Regions from separate parts of the Mus musculus genome. Here all the other regions are linked to region 2. The links are chromatin contacts, called in public promoter capture Hi-C maps. All regions are on one chromosome and are shown on one strand. The core of a region is the stretch at or near the end of the contact, and the rest is flanking DNA. Distances in the headings are between cores, read along the strand shown.

The links. Promoter capture Hi-C pulls out the DNA fragments that hold promoters and counts their contacts.
Region 1: a contact with region 2 is called in a promoter capture Hi-C map of liver, with 2.8 times the contacts expected there. The contact joins the promoter of Brsk1 here to the promoter of Leng1 in region 2. A contact is called at or near these places in 7 of 39 promoter capture datasets (cranial neural crest, frontonasal cranial neural crest, hematopoietic stem and progenitor cells and 3 more), 2 of 115 datasets of contacts at active chromatin or transcription factors (extraembryonic endoderm stem cells and stem cell-derived neural progenitor cells) and 1 of 9 other capture datasets (adipose tissue).
Region 3: a promoter capture Hi-C map of pre-B cells shows a contact between it and region 2, with 6 times the contacts expected there. The contact joins the promoter of Isoc2b here to the promoter of Leng1 in region 2. A contact is called at or near these places in 8 of 39 promoter capture datasets (the C10 cell line, cranial neural crest, fetal liver and 5 more), 1 of 115 datasets of contacts at active chromatin or transcription factors (embryonic stem cells) and 1 of 9 other capture datasets (adipose tissue).

The regions. Positions count from the first base shown.
Region 1 is chr7:4,689,003-4,692,319 of GRCm38.p6, forward strand. Brsk1 (BR serine/threonine kinase 1) reads left to right here and starts at 1,926. Exons shown (of 19, transcript NM_001003920.3): 1 at 1,926-2,213. The coding sequence starts at 2,078.
Region 2 is chr7:3,664,420-3,668,076 of GRCm38.p6, forward strand. It overlaps Leng1 (leukocyte receptor cluster (LRC) member 1), which reads right to left and starts at 1,421. Exons shown (of 4, transcript NM_027203.3): 1 at 897-1,421. The coding sequence starts at 1,028. It overlaps Tmc4 (transmembrane channel-like gene family 4), which reads right to left. Exons shown (of 15, transcript NM_181820.2): 11 at 3,022-3,205; 12 at 2,629-2,759; 13 at 2,400-2,555; 14 at 1,683-1,761; 15 at 1,335-1,589. The coding sequence ends at 1,521.
Region 3 is chr7:4,864,593-4,868,033 of GRCm38.p6, forward strand. It overlaps Isoc2b (isochorismatase domain containing 2b), which reads right to left and starts at 1,587. Exons shown (of 6, transcript NM_026158.2): 1 at 1,469-1,587.

The DNA.
Region 1 (3,317 bases), core at 676-3,175, 1.0 Mb after region 2:
TAAATTACAGATGTGGGGAGAGTAACCAGACTACATTATAGACATGTGTGAAATTTTTTCAAAACTATGTATTTTTTTGTTTTGCTTTGTTTTGTTCGTTTTTTGAGACAGGGTTTTATTGTGTAGCCATGGCTGTCCCGGGGAGGAATTTTGTAGATTTAGCACCCTGCCATATCCTTACCATTCAGAACAGTGTATGGCTCAGATTTGATACTGAAATGAAGATGGCTTGATAGGCTTACCACTTCAGAGGAGCACCAATTTGCATTGGTGCACCCTGTGAGAAACTTGGGGATGGAATGGATGCCTAACAACTTAGGGTGCCTGCCATAAAGAAGGCTATGGCTTATATGGAAGCTTAATAGGAACCAGATTCCTCATGGCTGAGTGCAGACCTATGGTCCTCCCACGGAGGCACATGGATTATACTGAGGCCTACCTGAAGTTTACAGGACTTAACAAGCAAACATTACACATCCAGCCTGCACTGGGATCTATCTGCCTACCTATCAAGGTATAGGAGACATTAAAGCATGGTGGTATCGGACTGTTTTTAAACAATTTTAAAGGAGTTGGAAGAAATATGCATATGGATAACTGTCTGTGCATATGTGTACCACGTGTACTTTGATCCCCGGAAACCAGATGGAGTTACATACAGCCATGAACTACTGTATAGATGCTGAGAATGCAAATCCCCAGTCCCTGGGAAGCAGCCTACTCTTCCTAACTGCTGAATCATCTCTCCAGGACTGTAATTTCACACTTGAGAGACAGAAGCAGGAGGATCAGAAGTTCAAGGTCATCTTCAGCCACATAGTTTGAGGTCAGCTGGACTTTGTCTTAAAAAAAAAAAAAAACAAGAGCAGAACGTGGAGCCCTGATAACGGTGGGAACATAGAATTAGCCCAAGGAGTACACAGTGTTGACCTTAGAGGACATAGAGAAATAGATCACACTTAGGTCTCCAACTCCCCAAAGTCCTTCCCTTTTCTATCTTTGTCTCTTTTATCCTCTGCCACCACCACCACCCACACACACACTCCACAGTCTGTTCCCATCTAAGCCCAGCATCATTCCCTCCTGTGAATATATGGACCCTTGACAGTCCTTATTTCTCTTTGTCCCCCTCGCTCTACATCTTCCTTTGCATTTCTATCTCCTCATCCCTGTCTGTTGTTTGTCTCCTATCCCTGTCTGCCCCTTTCAGCTCTTTTTTGAGGGGGTGGGTTGAGGGGGCGTTCTCACGTAGTCTAGGCTGTCCTCAAACACACTTTATAGCTATAATGGCCTTGAACTCTTAATTCTCCCCGCTCCGTTATTACCTCCTTCACTCCTCCACCCTGTCTCTGATATTCTGCATCTTCCCATCTACTAATGTATGTCAGACTTCTCTTTGTGTCTTCATCTCTGCTTGTCTAATACTGGTTCTGTATCTCTCTCCATCCTTCCCTCCATCCTTTCAGGCATCCCTCTCTCCTGCAGCATCCTTCTCCTCCAGCATCCCTCCACCCATCCATACATCCCAGCATCTTCCCACCTCCTCCCCGTCCGTCCAGCTTCCAGGCCCGCCCCCTGCCACTCCCCCTCCCCCTCCGAAAGGGTTAACTGTGGGGAAGGGCCGGGAGTCCCCGGATGGTGATGTCAGCGTGCCGGAGAGAAAGGACGAGGTGGCGGGGGGAGGCGGAGAGGAGGAGGAGGCGGAGGAGAGAGGGCGCGTGGGGGGGCGGGGGGGATCTCGGCCTGCAGCATCCGCCGGCCCCACACTTCAGACCCCCCCTGCAGGGGGAGGCACAGGAAGGGGGGGGCCGGCCAGGGACGGGCTGGGGAGGGGGGGCCGCGCAGCCCCCCCCGCCATGCTGATTCCAGGGGCCTGACCCCCCCGGCAGCCCCCCCTCCCCCAGCTCTGCGGCCCACCGACTGGGGGGGCCAGCCCAGCCCCCTGGGGACCCCCGGAGAAGTGGGGAGCAACCGGGGGGGCCGGGACGGAGGTGTCGCCGGCCCCCACCGGAGGAACGGGGCGACGGGCCGCAGGGGGGGCGGCCGGGGGACCGGTCGGGCCGGGACCAAGGGCACCATGTCGTCCGGGTCCAAGGAAGGTGGCGGGGGCTCCCCCGCCTACCACCTCCCACACCCACACCCACACCCACCCCAGCACGCCCAATATGTGGGCCCCTATCGCCTGGAGAAGACGCTGGGCAAAGGACAGACAGGTGAGAACCTAAGCGGACACCTGGGGCGGGGGCGGGGTGCTGGAAGGGGCAGAGGGCGGGACCATGGATATTTAAAGGGCAGACCCCTGGGTCCCTCGTAGAAAAGGGGCTTGGGTCCTGAGTTCCAAGTGCCCACGGTGTACGGAGTAGAGTCTGACGTTGGGGCCTTGAGATGGCAGGGGTCTGAGACTTGTGGGTTCCAGGGAGAAGTAGGGGTCTGGACTACTGTGGCTCAAATAACCCTATTGGGGCAGATATTGGAGGGGCTTCAGGAAGCTGTGGGGAAGTAGGCCCATTACGGGTGTGGGACCTGGGCTGATTCTGCAAGCTGAGGCAGGCGGGTGCTGCAGTACAGCCGCAGGCAGGGTGGAGGTGCAGGCTGGGTGGAGGTGCATCCATCCCGAGAGAGGCTGCTATCCTGTCCCTCTTATGCTCAAAAGCGGTCACTTGCGCTCCGTGCAGCAAGCTGGAGCCCTAGGGTGTGAGGTCGACTACATTCTCTCCATTCTGCAGTGTGGAAATAGAATGGAGAGGTGGACTGTAGAAAGCTAAGCTCCCAGCCAGAAGTGGCCCTGGAAAGCAGAGTTATCTTTGATTGATGCTAAAGGCTGAGTGTGGCCACAACCATCTTCTTCTAGGCAGGGGATCGAGGTGAACTGAGGGATGACCTCCAGTGTTCTGGGCTGTGGGTTCTGGGTCCCTATGAAGTTGAGTTCCAGGCCTGAGATAGGAAAGGGAGGTCAGACCTTTATATCCTGGTAGTAAGAGTGTGACGTGCTGTTGACCTCAATTCTTGAACTTTGGAAGGAGAAGGGGCCATGTACCTGCACTGCTGGGCCTGAGGGACGAGGGCTGGGGCCAAGACTACTGGGTCTAAGGACGGAGGGGTAAGATCTGGGTTCCTGGGACTGAGAAGAGGCACCTTCCATAGCTGAGCTCTGGATCTGAGGAGTGGTCAGGGAATACGCATGCTTTCTGACCATGACAGCTTTTTTTTTTTTTTTTTTTTTTTTGGTTTTTCGAGACAGGGTTTCTCTGTGTAGCCTTGGCTGTCTTGGAACTCACTTTGTATGGGGAGGCTTGGGAAAGAAGAAAAATTGAGAG
Region 2 (3,657 bases), core at 171-2,670:
TGACCCCAGATAGGGATGGTCTCTGATTCACAATTCTCCCCTTTCTGCAGCCTTAGTATCTGGGATTAATTACAAGCGTCACCTTTTTGTTTGTTTGTTTTGTTTTGTTTTGTTTTTTAAGACAGGGTTTTTCTGTGTAGCCCTGGCTGTCCTGGAACTCACTTTGTAGACCAGGCTGGCCTCAGAAATCCACCTGCCTCTGCCTCCCAGGTGCTGGGATCAAAGGCGTGCGCCACCGCCACTACCCGGCTTTTTTTTTTTTTTTTAAGCCCACACTAATTCATGATCAGATTGGCCAAGGGACTTAAGTGTAAACCAAACTAATCGAGTAACTTAGAGTCTGTGATGTGTGTGTGGTCTTCAATACTAGCGTTCAAGTGGAACAGGCAAGCTGAGTTCAAGACCAGCCTGGTCTACGTAGCCAGTTCCATAACAGCCACGGCTACACAGACCCTGTTCCAAATAAAACCTCCAGATGCTCTTTTCTTGGCAAGCAATGAGGGAGGGAGAAAAGACATGCCCAACGAAGTGGACCCCGGCTTGTCCGCCCTTTGCCCTCCTTGCTGAAGCCGTTGTACTCAGAGCAAGGTGACCGCACCCCTCCAAGTTGTTCTAAGAGGGAATTTCTCAAAGCAAGCGCTCAGAAGGAAGGGAGCATACACAGAGTGGGTGATCAGTAATTAACTTGTGCGGGCAACCTATAAAGTAATCAGAATATTTGTCCAACTCTTCCAGTATGCTAGTCTCTGGTCCCTCAACACCAGTGGGGAAATCTAGGAAGGTTTCTTGGAAGTTAGCACAGGATTTTCAGAGAAACATCGTCGAACACACAGACCCGCTCCCGGCACCGAGTGATAGCTAGGCCCGCCGCGCTTCTGGGCGGTCCCCAGGCTTACCTCTTGCTGGGCGAGCAGCACCCTCCGCTCCCGCTCCTTCTCCTCCTCCCGGGCCTGGGCCTCGTCGCGCCGCACGCGGGCAACATTGTCCTTGTTCCGGACGTGCCAGCTCTTCTTCGGCAAGATATTCATGGCTCCAGTGCCGACCTCGGACTGTCAGGCCCACTCTTCAGCACTTCCGATTGGCTCGAGGATGCTCCCGCCCCATGGTTCCACCCTTGCTCGTGCATTGGTTCTGGGCCAATTGTCACGTCCCATCCTAGCCTTGTTTAGAGATTATTGGCTGAGAGCCTTCCATCTCAGCCAATCCTAAGCATTTGTAACCTGAGTTGCTCCACCCCCGGACGCTGCTTGATGAGGCTGTTGCCTGTCTATTCCTTTAAGCAGACATAACCTAGCTCTTCAGGCCGATTTGGACCTGGCCCCTCCCCAAACCCCGTCCGAGGCTTCAGAACGGGGTTTCAAAACGCAAAGCGGCCTTGACTGTTGTTTATTAATACGGTTCAATTGAGAGTGTAGCATTCGGGTGGCAGAGGGCGGGGAATTTGGTTCCAGAGATGAAAGAGTCCCATCACTTGATATGAAGTCACTGAAGCTGAGGGGCTGAAGGTTCAGCCAGACTTATCAGGAAGTTCCATTCCTTGAGCTCAGAGCCACAGCTCGCTGGGCCAGGAAGACTTTATTCTGCACTTCCTGCGGGCAAAAAGGAGCGAAAGTGAAGCACACCTTTTCATTCTTCTTTCATAGTCTCATAGAGCCCTTTCCGGGGAAATCAGCCTGGCTCACCGTCTCTATCTGGCGTTTGAGCTCAGAGATGAGGCGTCCGTAACAGTTAGCCAGGGCTACGGTATACATCATCAGGATGCTATGGAAGACAGGAATGAAAATCACTCTAGAAAAACAATCATCTTCATCATATGGCTCCTTAGAAACCAGGCTGGAGAGATGGCTCGTAACCGGAGCACTGGCTGCACTTCCAAAGGACCGGGGTTCAATTCCCAGCCCCACATGGCAGCTTACAATTGTAACTCAAGTTCGTTACTTCACACAGACAGTCACACTGTCCAAATACCAACACACATAAAAATTAAATGAATAAGTAAATTAAAGAAACCAATATCAGGATCCTCAAATCCCTTAAAACCCTTTTTGAGACTCTGAACACAAGTCTTTATCCTCTCTCTTTAGACCCAAAAGTTCAGACCCTTTAACCAGAGGTTAAACTAGAGGTTCAGGCTCCATACCTCCTCCCCCTTCATCAAATCGATAAATCCACACCCTAGCCCTCCTTTCCTCAGACCAGGAATCCAAACCCAGATGTCTTTTCTTAGACCCTAAGCATTCACACTCCGACTCTCCTGCTCTTGATTTATAGGCATCCCGGCCAGCCCCACGTCTCTGTTGTATATAGGCACCCAGCCCACCTCTCTAGCACTCAGGTGCCCAGAAACTCCTTTCTCTTTCAAACACTAAATTACACACATTCAAAGTCTGACTGCTCACCTAGAGAGGATCAGAAGAGGTACAGTAAAAGCTTGGGTTCCCAGAAAGTAGAGAAAATTCTGGGCAGTCTGAGGGAGGCTCTCAATGGCCTCAGGGATCTGGGCCCAAATGGACAGCTTCCCGCGGAACGGGCCACACAGTTTCGAAGGTGGGATCCTGTAGGGGGAGACACACTGGATTCAGTCAAGTCGAGCTAGAGTGAGAACAAACAGAAGTCTCTCGTACTTACAGGAAGATACTGTAAAGCACGGGAACTGCAGAGATCGCCAGACCCACAAGGAGAACCAGGGGGAAAAAGAAGTTTGCCGTGGATGCTCGGAAGGTGCGGGAAGCCGGTGAGTAGATGGAGAAGAGGGTTATCTGGTAGGGAGAGGCGAGGAAATGGAGGTGTAAGACTCAAGAGTCAATCCTTTGCTTTTCCCTGTTTCTTATCTTGGAGCTTTGGCCTCCTTTGGGGGCTGGGACCAGATCTCTGAGCCAATAGGACTCTGACTTCCAGCTCCCTCCTCCCATCCTCAGGGCATAGTAATCAGGGCCCTGATAACCGTCCTCCTTTCTCTAGCCCAGGACTACAGCCTCCAACACCTGTCAGCTCAGACCCTAGGCTACTCCTCAGACTCACCTTCTTCAGGCAGAACAGTATGAGGAACTTAGCAGTGTTGATCAAAGGCAGTAAAGGGCAGAAGAAGCTTCCCACCCAGACCACGGTCTGCGCATAGATGAGCCCCAGCACCTCATCTGGCACCTGGAACTCCAGGGTTCCCGACAGACGACCCAGTGCCCCAGGACAGAGGCCACAGAGTATCCTGAAGGGCAGAGTGGGACAGTCATAGGCTGCCTTTTGGCTTTCCTAACTCTACCACCCAGCCCATTCCTTGATTTTATGTTTATTTTTTAAATATTTATTTTAAAAAAGATTTATTCATTTATTTTATGTATATGAGTACACTGTAGCTGTACAGATGGTTGTGAGTCTTCATGTGGTTGTTGGGAATTGAACTTAGGACATCTGCTTGCTCTGGTCAACCCCACTTGCTCATGCCCAACGATTTATTTATAAATAAATACACTGTTGCTGTCTTCAGACACACCAGAAGAGGGTGTCAGATCTCATTATGGGTGGTTGTTAGCCACCATGTGGTTGCTAGGATTTGAACTCAGGACCTTTGGAAGAGCAGTCAGTGTTCTTACCCGCTGAGCCATCTCACCAGCCCCAGCCCATTATTTTGAAAATGCTTTTGAGGAGCTGAGCTTTTGT
Region 3 (3,441 bases), core at 337-2,836, 1.2 Mb after region 2:
ATCAGCATACAAGTGATTCATGCAGTACTGGAGATCAGATTCAACACCGTTTGCCACAGAATCTTGCTAAATCGCCCAAGGGCACCTGGAATTCAACGAGCAATTCTCCTGCTGAAACTTCCGGAAGGAGTAGCTGGGATTACAAAAACTGCAGCCAGCCAAATTCTCACTGTGGATTCTTTGTAGCCAAAAACAACTGCAAGGGAGGTCTCCAACACAGACATTTAAAAAACAAAACAAAACAAAAACAAAAAAAAACCAAACAAAAACCCACAAACAAACAAACCTGCAAGGGAGGTCTCCAACACAGATAAAAAGTGCGCCAGTGAAATGAAAAGCGCAAGAACGGTATGGCAAACTCCCATCTGTGCTCCCTGAATGGCAAATGTAGATTTTTTTTTCCTTAAAAATTTCTATTTATTTATTTAGTTTCTATATGGGAGAGGGTATCCATGCCATGGGGCATATGTGGAGGTCAGAGACAAGCGAAGGAGTCATTTCTCTCTGGATCCCAAATGTGTGTGTTGATCAGATTTACTTTTAATTTTAAAAAAATATTTATTTATCTATTCCCTGTATATGAGTGCTCTGTCTACATGTATGCCTGCATGCCAGAAGAGGGCAGCAGATCCCATTACAGATGGTTGTGAGCCATTCTGGAAGAGGAGCCACTGCTCGTAACTGCTGAGCCATCTCTCCAGCCCGGACTGGGTTTATTATATGAGTGTTTGACCTGAGACTGCATAGCCACATGCATGTAGTGTCTGTGGAGGCTGGAAGAGGTAGTCGGGTCCCCTGAAACTAGATTTAAAGACGGTTGTAAACCACCGTCTGGGTGCTGAGTACCAAACCCAGGTCCTCTACAAGAGAAACCAGAGTTCTTAGCCACTGAGCCATGTCTACTCGCCCCCCCTTCTCTATTCCCCTCATAGGTTTTTAAGGCTTATGTCCCAAGGGCTGGGTTCTTGGCTTGGGAACCCATTTTTGGGAGGCACAGTGTGAAGGAAATGAGCAAGGGGGCTGGATGGAGTTCAGTGGTAGAGAGCACTTGATTTGCCTGGCTTTCATGACAGCCAGGCTCAGTTCGCCAGATTTGATCGAGATGGACTGGGGACACAGATGGGAGAGGATCCACGATGCTTTAGGGAGAGCGATACAGAGGAGCACGTAATTGTGAGAGAAGCGGGGACCACAACTCCTGGAACCAGGAATTTCAGGCTGTGTGACCCTGGGTGAGTTTCCCTTCCTCTCTGGGTCTCTTTTTTTCTCCAGGGTTAGCTCACTGGCGGGGTTGATGCAAAATTTGTCTCTAGAGAGGGTTGGGGACTCTCCCCGCGGGTCTATCCTGAGACCAAATGGAATGCCATTCCAACCCCCGAACCCGACACCCTGCAAAGCTTCCGTTTCCCGGTCTGAATGACGGGATGGTGGGTTTGCAAACAGCCAGCAAGTAACGAACCGGACTTACTCGAAGGTCCCAGGTTCGAGTTCGGGCCCCTTTTCCAAGAAGTCCCGTGACCTTTTCCCCGCTGGATTCCCACTGACCCCGTACTGGGCCTCCTTTTTGCCCTTTGTAGACACGTAGTCAGAGCCGCGGGTCTACACCCCCGCGCCGAGCCAACCAATCGGCGTTCGCCTCACTCTGTTCTACTCCATCCTGTTAATTCGATTGGTCTGAAGAAACTGGAGCAGGCGGAGAGACAGAGGGTAGGACCAATGAAAATCCACGGAGGGAGGGCCTTGGCTGAGAGCTCGGCTTCTAACCCGGAAGGAGGGTGAAGAACGACCAGAGAGCTAGAGGCTCAATCTTGGCTAGTGTAGGGTTCATGGCACCATCCACTCCATCCGGGGCGACCGGGGAGAGGTGATGCTTTCTGTAACCTAGCTCTAGGAAGGCTGAAGCACGAGTATCGCCAGTTCGAGACTAGCCGGGACTGCGTGGTGAGACCCTGTCAACCAAAACAACAGCCGGGCATGGTGGCGCAAATGTTTAGTTCCAGTAATCATCATAAACCGATGATTTAGTTAATGGTTTAGTTCCAGTACTCAGGAGGCAGAGGCAGGCATAATTCTGACTCTACAACGCGAATTCCAGAATAGCCAGTACAACACGGAAGTAAGTCCTGTCTCGAAAACCCGAAAGTCAAACTAAGAAAACAAAAGAACAAGCCTCGTAAGACATTTTCCCCCACTGCTTGCCAGTTAGCTTTTTCTCCAGGAATTCAGGACTTGTCTCCTTGGGTGGTCTATATAGAAAACTGACTCTGTACTTAGAAGTGGGGGTTAAGAGAGAGAGGATTACTTCATCCAGATATATAAACCTGGTATGGTGGCTCAGGGCCGGTAATCCCAGCGTTCTAGAAGCTGAGGCCTTGAGTTCAATGAATAAGAAAACAAAAGCTGATTACGGTGGCTTAATACCCATGACCCCAAGTACTCAGAAGTGGAGACAGGAGGATTTCTTCACCTTGAAGTTATGAGAAAAGGGCTAGGCATGGTGGCTAACGAGGACTGTAAACCCAGCACTTGGGAGGCTGAGTGTGGGTGAGGATCTTTTGGGGGAGAGATATATATATACACAGAGTTCCAGGTTAGCCTGGGCCACAGAGTGTGACACTGTCGAACAAAGAAAAAGAAATAAGGCTGGAACTGTAGCTCAGGTGGCAGAGTCCTTGCCTGGCATGAATAAAGCCTTCGCTTTAGTGCCCAGCACTGTATGCATGGGGGTGGGGTGAGGGTGGGAGAGATGGGGGATGGGATGGGACTGGGAAGGCAACCGGCAGAGGTTCAAAGTTGGTCTCCCCAGAACAGTGAACTCAAGTGCATCCTGAAACTGAGCCTCAAAAACAAAATGAGCTGAACAAAGATTAAAAACAACAAGCCAGACAGTGGTGGAGGCTCACAGTCGCCTGTAATTCTACTTCCAGGGGCTCAGACACCTTCTTCTGGCCACTTTGGCACTGAATGCATGTGGTAAGCAGACACATGGGCAGACACACACCCAAAATTTTATAAACACACACACACACGAAGAAAAGAACCAGGCATGGTGGTACATACCTTTAATCCAAGCACTCTGAAGGCAGATGCAGGCAGATCTTTGTGAGTTAGGATGTCAGCCTAGTCTACAAAGTGAGTTCCAGGACTCCCCAGAGCTACATAGTGAAACCAAGGGCAGGTGTGTGGGTAGCGGTAGGGGTTGGTAAAAAGAAAAAGAAAAGAGAAAAGAAAGGGCAAATGCCATCACTCTTGTGTTAGAGTCTATAAAGTTAATTGGCAGGTGCTGGCTTCAGTTCCCTTAACAGCTATTCACACCATGTACGTTAGTGCCGACACTGAGCCTGTGGCTCTCGCCTAGCGTAGAATGCACAACTGGGAGGTACCTGTGCCTGGCATTTCAGGAGATCCGTGGGAAGTGGGAAAGCCTGTGAAACCCATAAA